Linked DNA regions of Sus scrofa: region 2 is linked to region 1. The links are chromatin contacts, called in public HiChIP or PLAC-seq maps. All regions are on one chromosome and are shown on one strand. Each heading gives the region's core, a stretch centred on a gene start, on an enhancer-like site or on the middle of the called end of the contact. The rest is flanking DNA. Distances are from core to core; before and after follow the strand shown. Region 1 holds the start of LOC102158443 (zinc finger protein 606). Region 2 holds the start of LOC110261337 (tigger transposable element-derived protein 1-like).

Region 1 (6,845 bases), core at 3,123-5,622:
ACCTACACCACAGCTCATGGCAACGCTGTATTTTTTTTCTGATACATTTTTATATCAGTGGTAATTCTGATCCATGGATTATCAAGTGAAGGATAATTTCTAAGAACCTAACTTAACTTTAAGAAATTGGATTCATCCCAATTTCAGGTCATTATTTGATGGTCTTTGGATCCTGGGATAATATCTAAGGACGCTATAACCCCTGAAAGGCTGGTCTCAAAGAATACATTTATCATTTCTACCTTGACTTCCTATGTGTGTGTATTTCAGGATGGCATGGAAATGAGTCGTGTTAATGAATGCGTTTGTTTCTGACACTTTGGGGAGGTGTGACCAGGATGCTTGGGCTTCAGGAGGTAACACCGTGTGTGGCCATCAGCTTTCCGCCCGGCAGAATGCTTGCACAGGGCAGAGCGCTGGCAACTGCTTTCCTCTGAGTTTTCTTTGAAGGAGAAATGAGGTACTTAGGTGAAAAGTTTAGTGGTCAAGGCCATTCTGGGAATGATGCACAAATGACTCAGTCAGCCGACAGGCTCAGTTTCTTTCTTCTTTTTTTTTCTTTTTTGCTTTTTAGCGCTGCACCTATGGCACATTAACCACTGAGCCATGAAGGGAACTCCCCTGAGTTTCATTTATCAAAGACAAAGGGAGTAGTTTTGTTCAAAAACACAAAGGATGGTGTGAACCAGCCCTTGTAGCTTTAGAAAGTCTGTGGAAAGTGTTAGGTTCACTGAAGGAGGAACACGTGAGGCCAAGTCAGTCAACCAGAGAGATTTATTGATGCATCAGAATCAGATGGGGAGTTCCCACTTCGGCTCAGCAGTAAGGAGCCTGACTGGTATCCATGAGGACTTGAGTTTGATCCCTGGCCTCACTCAGTGGGTTAAGGATCCTGCGTTGCTGTGAGCCGTGGTGTAGGTCGCAGACTCGGCTGTGGCGTAGGCTGATAGCTATAGCTCCTGTTCGACCCCTAGCCCGGGAACTTTCTCTAAGAAGCAAATAATAATAAATAATACCCTGCAATGACTGAGAATGATAAAGTTTGGAGATTCCTGGAGACCTGAAGTATTTGATCCATGCCTGGCTTCCTCCCTCTGAGCCCCCGTTTCCCCATCTATAAAATGGGTGTTGGGCCACTGTGCATTTCTGGACTTGACATGGGGACAAAATGACTCTGTCTGTGTAACTCTCTTAGGGCAGGGCCAGCTGGTACCTAGTGGGCCCTCGAAATTTTGGTTGCTTTTCGCTATTTATAAAATGGACTGGAGTTCCCACTGGGATGAAGCAGATTAAGAATCTGATTGCAAGAGTTCCCACTGTTGCTCAGCAGGTTAAGAACCTCATGAGGATGTAGGTTCGATCTCTGGCCTGATCAGTGGGCTAAGGATCCAGCATTGAGGGGAGCTGCAGTGTAGCTCACAGATGTGGCTCAGAACCTGTGTTGCTGTGGCTATGGTGTAGGCCGGCAGCTACAACTCCGACTCAACCCCTAGCCTGGGAACTTCCATGTGCTGTGGGTGTGGTCCTAAAAAGACCAAAAAAAAAACCACCAAGAAAACCCCACAAAAGACAAAAAGCCCACACATTTATTATCTCCAAATGCTTCTGTTGGTTGAAGTTCCGTGTATAGCACGTCTCAGCCAGGCCTCCATCTCGGGTCTCAAGAGGCTAAAATCAGTGTGTCGGGAGGGCTGTATCCTTTGCTAATTGTTCAGGGCAAGGACCTAGTCCTGTAGGTTGTCCCGCAGGACATGGAGGTTGTCAGCGGAATTCATCTCCTTGCAGTGGTAGGATCGAGGACCCTGTTTCCTTGCGGGTTGTCAGCCAGGGGCCCTCCAGTCTTCTAGAAGCTGCTGCACCCCTGCCCCAGGGTCTCCTTCCATCTTCCAAGGCAGCCCTCCCCCCACCCCCACTCCAAGTCTTTTCACGTTTGCCGCCGCATTTCAGCCTTCTCTTCTTTTCCTTCTCACTTATGTGGGCTCACCTGATGGCTTTGAATCCTTCCGGTTAATACGGGAGCAGCTTCTCACGTCAAGAGTCTTCCCTTAATCACATCGGAAAAGTCCCTCTTGCCAGGAGAGGTAATGTGTCCACAAGGGCCGGGCTTAGGGCGGGAGCACTGAATGCACCCTCACCAACCGTGGGTTCCTGGGTCTTTCCATTTGGGGGGGGGTGCCCACTGTGTTTCAAAGCAGCAATTTAATCGTCAAAGGCAGGGATGGTAGAAAGGGTGGTGACTGTCATCTCAGGTGGCCAGGGCCACTGCAACACAACTCCCAGACAGATGCCTGAAAGAGCAGACCCTACTTTTCTCCCAGTTTTGGAGGCTGGACATTCAAGAGCAAGGTACTGACAGCATTGCTTCCTTCTGAGGCCTCTCATTGGCTTGCAGGTGGCTGCCCTCTCCCTCTGTCCTCGTGTGGTCATCCCTCTGGGCAAGTCCCGCGAGGCTGTGTCCTGTGTGTGTGTCCTACTCATCTCTTCCTATAGGGACACCCGTCAGATTGGATCAGGGCCCACCCTTTTGACATTTTTGTACCTTAATTACTCATTTCCTATTTATTAACCTTCAAATATAGATGCTTCCTAAGATACTGGGGGTTGGGCTTCAACATGTGAATTTTGAGGGGAATCTAACTCAGCCCACAATCATTGCTAATAACAGTCACTGCTGCTAGTTGGGAAAAATTTTAACCATTAAAAAATAACAGGGGAGTTCCCCTCCTCATGCAGTGGAAATGAATCGCTGTGCCCTCAGGAATCATGAAGTTGTGCGTTCGATCCCTGGCCTCACTCAGTGGGTTAAAAATCTGGCATCACCGTGAGCTGTGATGTAGGTCGCAGAGGTGGCTTGGATCCTAAATTGCTGTGGCTGTAGCATAGGCCGGCAGCTGTAGCTCTGATTTAACCTCTAGCCTGACAACCTCCATATGCCACAGGTGCGGCCCTAAAAAGCAAAAATAATAAATAAATTAAAAAAACAAAACAAAACAAAAAAAACCCAGGAATTCCCTGGCGGCCTGGTGGTTAAGGATCCAGCATTGTCACTGCAATGGTGCAGGTAGCTGCTGTTGCACAGGTTCGATCCCTGGCCTGGGAACTTCCATATGCCTCAGGCCCAGCCAAAAAATGAATAAACACATCTAGGAGTTCCTGTCGTGGATCAGCGGAAATGAATCTGACTAGCATCCGTGAGGACACAGGTTCCATCCCTGGCGTCACTTAGTGGATTAACAATCTGACGTTGCTGTGAGCTGTGGTGCAGGTTGCAGATGCGGCTTGGATCCCTCATTGCTGTGGCTGTGCTGTAGGCCGGCAGCTGGAGCTCCCCTTCAACCCCTAGCCTGGGAACCTCCATATGCCACGGGTGTGGCCCAAAAAAGGCAGATAAGTAAATCTATGTCTCCTATAAAACAAACAAGGTGACATTTATTTTGTCCCTACTAAGGTATATTTTTGAAGGTAGCATCTTTTTGGGGGTGGGGGTAGGGAAGAATTTCTCAGGTGTGGACTACGCGATAGGCAGTCCTTCGGGGAAAGGTGGCCTGGCTCTGCGGACCCCCAGGTCTGTGGTCAGGATTGAGGACTACAGCTCCCAGGAGGCCAAGCACAGCAGTGACCCGACCCACTGGGGGCTTCCGCGGGCACTCACGTGGGTGGGGAGGCCACGCACGCGTCCTTCTGGGAAATGTAGTCAGGTTTCTGGACCCCCGCCCCTGCTTCCGCCCGTAGCCGGGTCATAATTGCCAGAAGAACCAGCACGGCGGCCACCCAAGCACCGGACTCCCTTCATGCACCACAAGGGAACTCTCCTGAGGTTCCACCATCGTCCACCGCTTGTGTGGAGACCAGGCTGTCGTCAGCGGCCTCCCGAAGCCTGGAGACAATGGACTACAATTCCCGAAATGCCTCGCGCCTAGGGGCCGCAGACTGGAGCCACCCACTGGCATCGCGGAGCGCCCTGGGAGATGTAGTCAGAAGCTCTAAGTACTCACGCACGCCGCCTGGCGGACAAGGCTAATGTGAATTTGAGTCCCTAGAACACCCAGAACGCTCATCTTCGGGCCGCGCAGACTGTGGTGGACGCCCGCCCAAGTGTCGCTTCCGTGTCCTACAGCAGGAGAAACTGGTCTAAGTGTGGTCTAGCCCTGGCCCGGGAACCTGGACCGAATGCCGGAAAGCTCCATTTCCAGCCAAGGTCCGGCCGCGCACACTCATTTTGGGGGTCGCGCCTATCGCCGTGCCGTCTGGAAGATGTCATCGGGCTCTCGGGCGCCCTCGGGTGGCGGTCCGGCCGTAGCACTACAGCCCCTGGGAGGTGAGCGCAGCGGCGACCCCACGCACCGGCGTCCCTCGCGTGCGCTCGCGTGGGCCGGGACGCCCCGCCGCGGGGGCTACTGGGAAGTGGACTCCGTCCACCGGCGCCCTCGCGGGCCTCTCCTGGGCGGCTGCGGCGCCCTCGCGTACGTCCGGCGGTGGCGCCGCGGGGCCTCCCGGCCGTGGTAGTTCCCGCCGAAGGCCGCCGCGGCCTGGGGTCCCGAGTACCCCTCCGGAGGGCCGCGGATCCGGCCGGCATCTCGGCCCCGGCTCCTCCCCCGTGAGAGCGCCTGGCCGCCCTCGACGCTGCCCCCTCGCTTCTTGCCCTGACTTGGTCGCGACCTCGGCCGCGGGGCTCCTGGCAGCCCGGCTCCCGGTGCGTGGCCGCGCCCTCCCTCCTGACCCACGGGGTCTGAACCCAGGGCCGGAGGGCGTGTCTCCCCCAACCGGGGACCCTCCGCCTGTCGTCGTGGCCGAGGAGGGCTGAAGGGACGTAGAGGACGCCGCCTGGTCTGCAGTCCGCGAGTGTGTCCGCCGCATGAAGGTATCAGCGCGAAAACGCGTGACCCGCGTGGAGCGTCCACCCATTCAAGCGACGCGCGGTTCCGGTCTTCTCATCGCCTGGAAAGATTTGCCCAAAGAGGACTCATGTCTCCTCGGTTCTGTTGAAGCAGGTAACCTGTGTTCCAAAACCTGAGCGCTTTCTGAGCCCCGGCTCTCGTGGAAAGACTAAAAGCACCGCAGGAAGTAGCAGCTGCTCTCTTAGGCTCTTTCGAGGTTTACGGGTGTTTCTGTCTGAGACTCGGTATTGCGCCCAAGCCCAGAGAACCCCTGGCGGATGTTAACGTCATCAACCGTTCGTAACGTGGTCGGCGTTTTATACCTGGTGGCACCAAGAGGAAGAGGAATCCCAAAGGCGGACTGTACCTTCGGAACTTGGGGAGGATCCCTCGTTTCCCGAGAAGTGAATGAGATTCTTAGGGGGTAAAGGTTTCGGTAGTACGGAGGCACCCCTCCAAATGGTTGCGGCACACCCGCAGCACCCCCGGAAAGCCACAGGTACCTCTCGGAAGCCAGAGCGCTCAGGACATCTCTGTCCACCAGAGTCCTTCCTCGCGTCCTCATGTGGCCCTTCCCTGACCTTCTGGGAGCTTTGCAAAGAAAAGGGTCTTGTTTGCGCGCACACAGGGGTGACATCTCGGGGGCAGGTAACCTTCGAGGACATGGCTGCACTGAGACGTGTGCTGGAGACCTTTGGGCATCTCGTCACGCGGCGGGGCTGTGCCTTGCGTCGACTTCTGCTTGGGGTCTCAGCAGAGCGGGTGTGACCTGGCCGGGCGCGCGGGATCAGTGAACCGGAGCCTCACAGCCTGATCGCTCCCTTGGACAGGGCCCTGGATCCCCAAGCCAGCTCTCGGTGCCCAGCTAGAACCCGCGGTAGAGCCATGGGTGATGGACAGAGGCCTCTCCCAAGATGCTGCCCGGGTTGGATGGGGACAGGATCTTTATAGCCTGTTTATAATTTCCTTCATATCTACCCTTTGTCCTGCTCTTCACTCCTCTTCACTTGCATAATTCTTCCCAGGCTTATTTTCCTCTTGCCTAAAGAGCTCGCTTTGTCATTTATTTCGCAGTGACAGAATTCCCCCACTTTGTGTTTGCCTGATACTGCTCTTATTTAATCTTCATTTTGGAATTACCCTGTTGAGTAGTATTTCAGTTTTTGAATGAGCAGCAGTTTATCTGTTCTGTTGATGAACGTTGAGCTTTGCTCTAGTTTGGGGCTGTTGTGACTGATGCTGCTGTGAACATTCTTATACAGAGCTTTGAGTGGACCTGTGTTTTTATTGCTCTTGCAAAATTAGGGGTGAAATTTCTGGGTCATGGATTACTAAGGTCTGATTTTATTATTTTTTTCTTTTAGGTTATGCGTTTTGTGTTTTCTTTCTTTCCTTTTTAAAAAAACTTTTATTTATTTATTTATTTTTGTCTTTTTGCCTTTTCTTGGGCTGCTCCCGTGGTGTGTGAAGGTTCCCAGGCTAGGGGTCTAATCAGAGCTGTAGCTGCCAGCCTACACCACAGCCACAGTGATGTGGGAATCGAGCCTCATCTGCAGCCTACACCACAGCTCACGGCGACGCTGGTTCCTTAACCCACTGAGCGAGGCCAGGGATCAAACCCGCAACCTCCTGGTTCCTAGTTGGATTCGTTAACCACTGAGCCACGACGGGAACTCCTTTCTTTCCTTTTTTCTTAAATGTTCAGAGAAATCTTTGACTGTGCCAAAACTCCAAATATATTCTCCTGTTTCCTCTTGGTAGTTGTACAGTTTTTGCTTTTACATGAAAATGTAATCTCCACCTTGATTTAATTTTTATGTAAGTGTGAGGTAGTAGACAAGGGATTTGTGTATTTATTTATTCATTTGTTTATTTATTTTTTGCATTGTACAGCCACACCAACCGCATATGGAAGTCCCCAGGCTAGGGGTCAAACAAGAGCTACAGCTGCCAGCCTACACCACAGCC
Region 2 (6,845 bases), core at 1,912-4,411, 380 kb before region 1:
GGCGGGGGTGGGGGGGAGGTGGCTCTCTTCACAGCAGCCAGAATGATTCAGGAAGAACCAAACCAGATCCAGTCTCCTCTGCTTAGAACCCTCTCAGGCCTCCACCTCTCTCTGAGTAAAAGCCACCGTCCTCACCTGCTTACCCCCGAACACATCCTTGGCCAGACGAAAGGCTCTCCCAACCCAGGACCTTTGCTTTCTGGCTGCTCAGGCCCATAGTGGGGGCATTTTCCCGTAACCTGCATGGCTTATTCCCTCTTTTGCAGGTCTCTGCTCAAATGTAACCCAATCAGGAGTTCCCTTGCGGCACAGTGGATTAAGGATCCAGCATTGTCCCTGCAGCAGCTTGGGTTGCTGCTGTAACACAGGTGTGATCCCTGGCCTGAGATCTTCTACATGCTGCAAACACAGCCCCCCCCAAAAAAAAGTTCCCATCGTGGCACAGCGGGAAACAAATCCAACTAGGAACTATGAGGTTGAGGGTTTGATCCCAGGCCTTGCTCAGTGGGTTAAGGATCCAGCATTGCCATGAGCTGTGGTGTAGCTCGCAGACGCGACTCAGATCCTGCATTGCTGTGGAGTGGGCCAATGGCTGTAGCTCTGATTTGACCCCTAGCCTGGGAACCTCCATATGCTGCAGGTACGGCCCTAAAAAGGAAAAAAAAAAAAAAAAAAGAGGTAACCTGACCAAAACAGCCTCTTCACTTATATTTTATTGTGCATTGTGTCACACCTTGAAGGCAGGACTTGTACCTGCTGAGCACTCTGTTGGGTCCCTAGGCCCAGGAAGAGAGCCTGGCACTTTGGAGACATCCAGTAGTCATTTGCCAACTAAGTCACTAAATCAAAAATAGTGGAGGAGTTCCTGTCGTGGCTCAGTTGTTGATGAATCCAACTAGGAACCATGAGGTTGCGGGTTCGATCCCTGGCCTTGCTCAGGGTTAAGGATCTGGCGTTGCCGTGTGCTATAGCTCTGGCGTAGGCCGGCGGCTACAGCTCGAGTAGACCCCTAGCCTGGGAACCTTCATATGCCACGGGTGTGGCCCGAGAAGAAGGCAAAAAGACAAAAAAAAAAAATAGTGGTGGGAAGCAGGCTTCTCACTTTGTCCCTTCTGCACTGCAAATCATGTGAAAGTAGTATTTGATAAAAACAGTGAAAATTTCTTGAAGGAATGTGGGTGAAAAACAGGGACAAATGCCTCACAAATCTGTATTTGGGGAATGGATACGGTACCGGGGAGTACCTTCAGGGAAACAGGCTGCGCCTTGCTTAAAGTCTAAGCAGGTCTAGAAAAGGCTTCCTGCCCCGAGTGGGGGCCCTGAATTCCAAACCGCTCAGGCTCCCATTCCGCCGTCTCCACATTCATGCCTTCGCTTGCTCACCCATGATTTTCTAATTTTCCAATTTTCTTTTTTTTTTTTTTTTTTTTTCCCTTGCTTGCTTTTTAGGGCTGCAGCATCTGTGGCATATGGAGATTCCCAGGCTAGGGGTCAAAACAGAGCTACAACTGCCGGCCTACATCACAGCCACAGCCACGCCAGATCTGAGCCGCGACTGCGACCCACACCACAGGTCACGGCAACGCCGGGTCCTTAAGCCGCTGAGCGAGGCCGGGATCGAACCCGCAGCCTCATGGATCGTAGTCGGGTAGGTTGACCGCTGAGCCACGAAGGGAACTCCTTTTCTTTCTTTCTTGGACGCACCCGTGGCATATGGAGTTCCCGGGCCAGGAATCGAATCCAAGCCGTGGCTGCGGCAACCCGCTGCACCACAGCAGGAACTCCCCACAAACTTCAGTTACATTCACTCGATCCTTCATCCTCTCCCTCCTACTCTATATAAAGTCCCCAAGCCCGCCTCCAGGGGAGGCGTGAGACTACATTTCCCAGAAGGCCGCGGGGCCGCCGAAGGCTCCGATTGGCCGGCCCGAGGTCTCCGTTCCCTTCCCCCCACCGGAACCGAGAGTACCTGCGCCTAAGCCCCTTGGCCGGAGCCCCCGGGTCCCCCGCGGCCGACCGCCCTCATCTCCGGACCACGACGCGGGCCGGCTGCCTCAACTAGGCCGGCGGGGCTGCGGCCCCAACCCATCTCCTGCCCCAGGCACCGCTTCCCGGTGGCCGCCGATCCCAGCCTCCATCTTATCGGCGGAAGCGGAGGTTGCCAGGCGACGGCCGGGATTGGAGGGGGCCGCTTGGGGCCCGCCCGACGGCGCTCCGGCGCTGCGCGGTCCCCCGGGCCCGCCGGGATATGGGAACGTAGTTCGGCGACGAGGTGGCCGAGCGCGGGGTCCAGGCTGGGGCGCCAGAGGCCACCTCTGCCCAAGGCTGGCTTTCTCGCCCATTAAGACCTCTCCTGTCTTTCCCCGAGTTCTACTTTCAGTCTCTCTCTCTCTCCATCGTCCTCCCTAATCTCCCTCCCTTCCCGGCGGTGTCTCACTGTTTCCTCATTCCGGGGAACTGTGCCCTTTCAGACTGTCAAAACATAATTTCGAAAGAGCAAAAAACATACGCGTCAAAGACTTATCTACCTCGGTGGGAACTAGCAAGGTGACACAGGTGGTTCTGGGAATATGAGAGAGAAGGAACAGCAGAGGGGGTGAAAGAAGAAAGAAGGAATAATGAAATAAAAGTGTGGGAGCTCCCTTCGTGGCTCAGCGGTTAACGAACCCGACTAGGACCCATGAGGATGCGGGTTCGATCCCTGGCCTTGCTCAGCGGGTTAAAGATCCCGCGTTGCCGTGAGCTGTGGTGTAGGCCAGCGGCTGAAGCTCTGATTCCACCCCTAGCCTGGGAACCTCCATGTTGCCGCGGGTGCGGCTCTAAAAAGCAAAGAAAGAAAATAGCAAAGTGGGATTAGTAGCGCTTCACAAGGCAGTGGAGAGGCCCAGCACTTAGTATCCTGCTTAGTGTCCTACAGTGTGATAAAAACAAAAAACTTGGGGTACCCTTTTCTACTGAACAGAAAGCACTACAGTCTATCAACCTTCTACAAGTTAGCATCTAACTTCACAGTATCTGGACTCTGATCAAAAGCAGTGAAGTGAGAAGTCGTTGCTCTGGTTAGGAAATCAGATGACCTGAAGGAGACTTGGCAGAGATGGTGCGAAGGCTTCCAGACATCTTTCTTGTCTTATTGTCAAGTTTTGTGTAAGTTTTCTTCACAAGCGTCCCTCCCGCTCCGTCTCTCTTCTTGCTGTCACCTTTCCCCGAGTCTTTGAAACTCTCGATCTATTTTACTGTACCTCTAATTTCTGTCCCTTTCTCGCCTCTTGCTTCTGTACTCCTGATCTCTATCCCTTGAAACTCGATCTGCACGTCTTGTCGCCGTAAACGAATTCTCCCTCTCCTGTCTCTCCTTTCCTCTCCATCCCGCCCCGATCTCTCTCCCTCTTGTTAACGGTCCTGACACAAGTCTACCCAGCCCTGCCTCCCTGTCTTCTTATCGCACAGTTTAGGACTCTGAGAGCAGAAATCTTCGTTCTTTCTGTCCTGCCCGTGTCTCTGTCCCGGGGGCTGTTCACTTACTTTCACTGTCTCTAGTCACAGCCTGCCCCGCCCCCGCTCCTCAGTGTCTGTCTGTCAGTCCTCGCAGTCTCTCTCGCTCGGCATCACCTCCTCCCATCTCTCCCATCCTCCTGCAGACGCCTGCGGGTACCCATGGTTGCACTGGAAAGCGCCGGCACCACCCGCGCGGTTACCATGGAGACGCCCGGGCCGCCTACGGTCCGCTGGCACAAAAGAGCATCTTCGCGTTGCGCGCACGCGCGCAGAGGGCCGGCCGCCACGCCTCCCAGAAACGGCTGGGCTAAGCCCCTCTCCCGGGCGAAAGCGCGAGAGGCTCGCTTGCGGTCCTGTGGGCGACGGCACGGGTGGCCCAGTCTCTGCAGGGGGTTGCCATGGAGAAAGGGGCTGACGGAATCCAAGCGAGGGCCGTGATTGGTTCAGGGTCCTGCTAATCCCTAGGAGCCGCGTAGAGAATGGAGGAAGACGTTGTGGAGGGCATGCGCTGTTGGGCAGGCGGTGCTGCCTCCTGTTGCCCCCTGGGAAGCTTGCGCGCGTCGACGGGCCCCTGACGCTTGGATGTGAGGCTGGGAGCGCAGGAAGGCGCGGCCCGGAGTGTGATCCGATCGTGGCGAACGACGCTGCCCCGGGGGACAGCGGGAGGAGGGCGGAAACTGAGACGAGCTTGCGGGAAGGGCGAGGCGGCGCCCGGGCTGGTGCGTGGAGCATTCTGGGAGACAAAGTCCGTCGGGGCGGGGGAAGTCGGGAGCGCGCATGCTCAGGAGCACGGAGCGGCCCGCTGAGTGCGGAGGTGAGGGCGGGCGCCCCTCGATCGGGAAGGTGCGGGCAGGGACCCGGGCGGCGGCCCAGCGGGACCAGGAGCGCGGAGCAGGGGCCTGGGCGCTCCCTGTGGACCGGCTCAGTGCTGTTGTGCGAAGCTCGCCAATCCCTGGCCGTTGCCACGGCGACGGAATCTGGAAACCCCGCCCCCAGTTGCCATGGCGGCACCCGGACCTGCCCCGGCTTCCTAAAGCAGACATGGCCAGCCAAGACTTCTGGTAAATGTAGTTTATCGAGCTCCGAAGGGCCGGCTCGATCGCTAAGGCCCAGCTTTCTCCTGAGGTTTCGGTTGACTTGGAATCTTGAGGAGTGAAGGATAGACTCCCAGGATCAGACGGCCTTCGAACCCGAATTCACACCATCAATAAACTCAGATTTCTTCACAAATCTTGCACTTTACCTCCTGCTGCAGAAGGAGCAGCGCGAGTGGAGGGGAAGTTGGGGGACCGTCCCCCTTTGCAGATGGGGAAACTGAGGTTCCCAGAGAGACAGCGACATGCCAAGGTTAGGACTCTCCGACTTTGCTTGCAGGCTATGAGTCCAGGGGTCTCTAAGCCTTTGTAGCCAACCCCCACCCACGCCCAAACCCCTATTACCTCAGCCCCGCCTAAATCGGGAAACTGAGGAGATAATGGGGCATTTAGTGTTGTGGTAAGTTGTGAGAATGGGGATGAATGGGGGGGATGCTTTCTGGGGGCTGGGCCATGCAGGTGACCTTGCACAGATATGGCTGGGACAGGTGGAGGGAGGCTGCTCTTTGGCACTACTTTGGGAGGGGTAGTAACCAGGCAGTGGGTGCTGGAGGTGTCATCCACCTGCCAGCGAGAGGGCAGCAGGGCAGGGGTTAGCTGGTGTATGTGGAAGGGTGGGATTTAGGGAGAGAGGAGGTGCTGTCTAGGCCTAAGCAGCAGCCTGTGTTTGGAGCAAGAAGCTGCTAGAGACTGCCCAGGCCCAGCTAGAGAGGCCACACTGGGACTCACAGAGGGCTCCGCAGCCCCGCTGGTCCTTGGCCCGTGACCGCCTCCCTGTGCCTCAGTTTCCTCACCTGCCTGCCACCACGGGAACAGCACAGCGCGCGGGAGACTCTCCATAAGCATATCCACCACCATTGTTTGTCCTCATCGTGATACCAAACCCAAGTTCGCTTTGCTGACTGCACAAGAGGCCAGTAAATTCGGAAACAAGTTGTTGAGGCAAGGAATGAAGGCTTTAATCGGAAAGCCAGCAGACCGAGAAGGTGGCAGACTAGTGTCTCAAAAAGCCATCTTCCATCCTCAGAACTCAGGCTCCTTTTATACAGAGAAAGGGGGAGGGAGGAGCCGACGGTCACTCACTAGCTCAGGACAGGGCTGGCCGGTGGCTGAGCAGGATCGCTAAGCTTTCTCACTCCCGGCTGCTCTCTTACAGTCACAGCAGCCTCATCCCATTCCTCCTGCAGGGTGGACACCGGCCTCAGAGCCCCAGCCTGGACTCTGCGATGAGGCCCGCAGCCCTGGGCTCCCCAGGCCACGCGCCCCCAGAGGATGAGGGACCTGTCACGGTGAAGCTGGAGGACTCTGAGGAGGAGGGCGAGGCTGCTCCATGGGATCCCGGCCCAGAGGCTGCACGACGGCACTTCCGGCACTTCCGCTACGAGGAGGCAGTGGGGCCCTGCGAGGCCCTGGCCCGGCTGCGGGAGCTGTGCCGCCAGTGGCTACGGCCCGAGGTGCACTCCAAGGAGCAGATGCTGGAGCTGCTGGTGCTGGAGCAGTTCCTGGGCGTGCTGCCGCCTGAGATCCAGGCCCGCGTGCAGAGACAGCAGCCAGGCAGCCCTGAGGAGGCCGCTGCCCTGGTGGAGGGGCTGCGCCGGGAGCCAGGAGGGCCCCGGAGATGGGTGAGTCAGTGGCCCTGGGGTCGGGACTGGAAGAGTATCCATCTCTTCCTCATCCTGCGGGTGCCAGGCTCAGCCAGACACTGGTCCCCCGTGGCTTTAAAGTGCTAACCTGCCGCAGACCCTGCCCGAGAGTGGACAGTCTTTCAGGGCCAGCCTCACAGGCCCATCCCTGCATCACCCAGTCATGGATGTGGGAGGGATGCAGGATGGGGACAGAGGGAGAGCACCGGGCAGCCTTGGGTGTCGCCAGCAGGACAGCAATGGCAGGTGGACCCTTCCCTGCTTGCTCAGCCCCTGGTGGGCGTGGGTCCTTTGGAGTCTAGGCAGCCAGGACGGCTGAGGCCCCGAGACAGGGTGGATGCCCACGAGCCCGAGGCTCACGCTTGGCCCAACTCCCCCCGCCCCCCGAGCCCTGATGGTGGGGGCACCTCCCCAGGTCACAGTCCAGGTGCAAGGCCAGGAGGTGCTATCGGAGAAGGTGGAGCCCTCCGACTTCCAGCCCCTCCCTCAGACCACGCCTCCAACTCCAGACCCTGGGCTTGAGATGCCCCCTAGGGCCACACCGGAGTCACTGCTGGGCCTTCGGGTGAAGGAGGAGCCTGAGGTCACAGAGGACCCAGGTAAGGGCAGG

What was found. HiChIP or PLAC-seq counts read pairs in DNA pulled down with a chosen protein or histone mark.
Region 2: an H3K27ac HiChIP or PLAC-seq map of alveolar macrophages shows a contact between it and region 1. The contact joins the promoter of LOC110261337 here to the promoter of LOC102158443 in region 1. A contact is called at or near these places in 1 of 47 Hi-C or Micro-C datasets (heart right ventricle) and 1 of 2 datasets of contacts at active chromatin or transcription factors (alveolar macrophages).

The regions. Positions count from the first base shown.
Region 1 is chr6:62,737,264-62,744,108 of Sscrofa11.1, reverse strand. LOC102158443 (zinc finger protein 606) reads left to right here and starts at 4,372. Exons shown (of 8, transcript XM_013998898.2): 1 at 4,372-5,525.
Region 2 is chr6:63,120,250-63,127,094 of Sscrofa11.1, reverse strand. It overlaps LOC110261337 (tigger transposable element-derived protein 1-like), which reads right to left and starts at 3,161. Exons shown (of 3, transcript XR_002345404.1): 1 at 3,078-3,161. It overlaps MZF1 (myeloid zinc finger 1), which reads left to right and starts at 3,070. Exons shown (of 6, transcript XM_021097358.1): 1 at 3,070-3,147; 2 at 5,780-6,214; 3 at 6,651-6,834. The coding sequence starts at 5,819.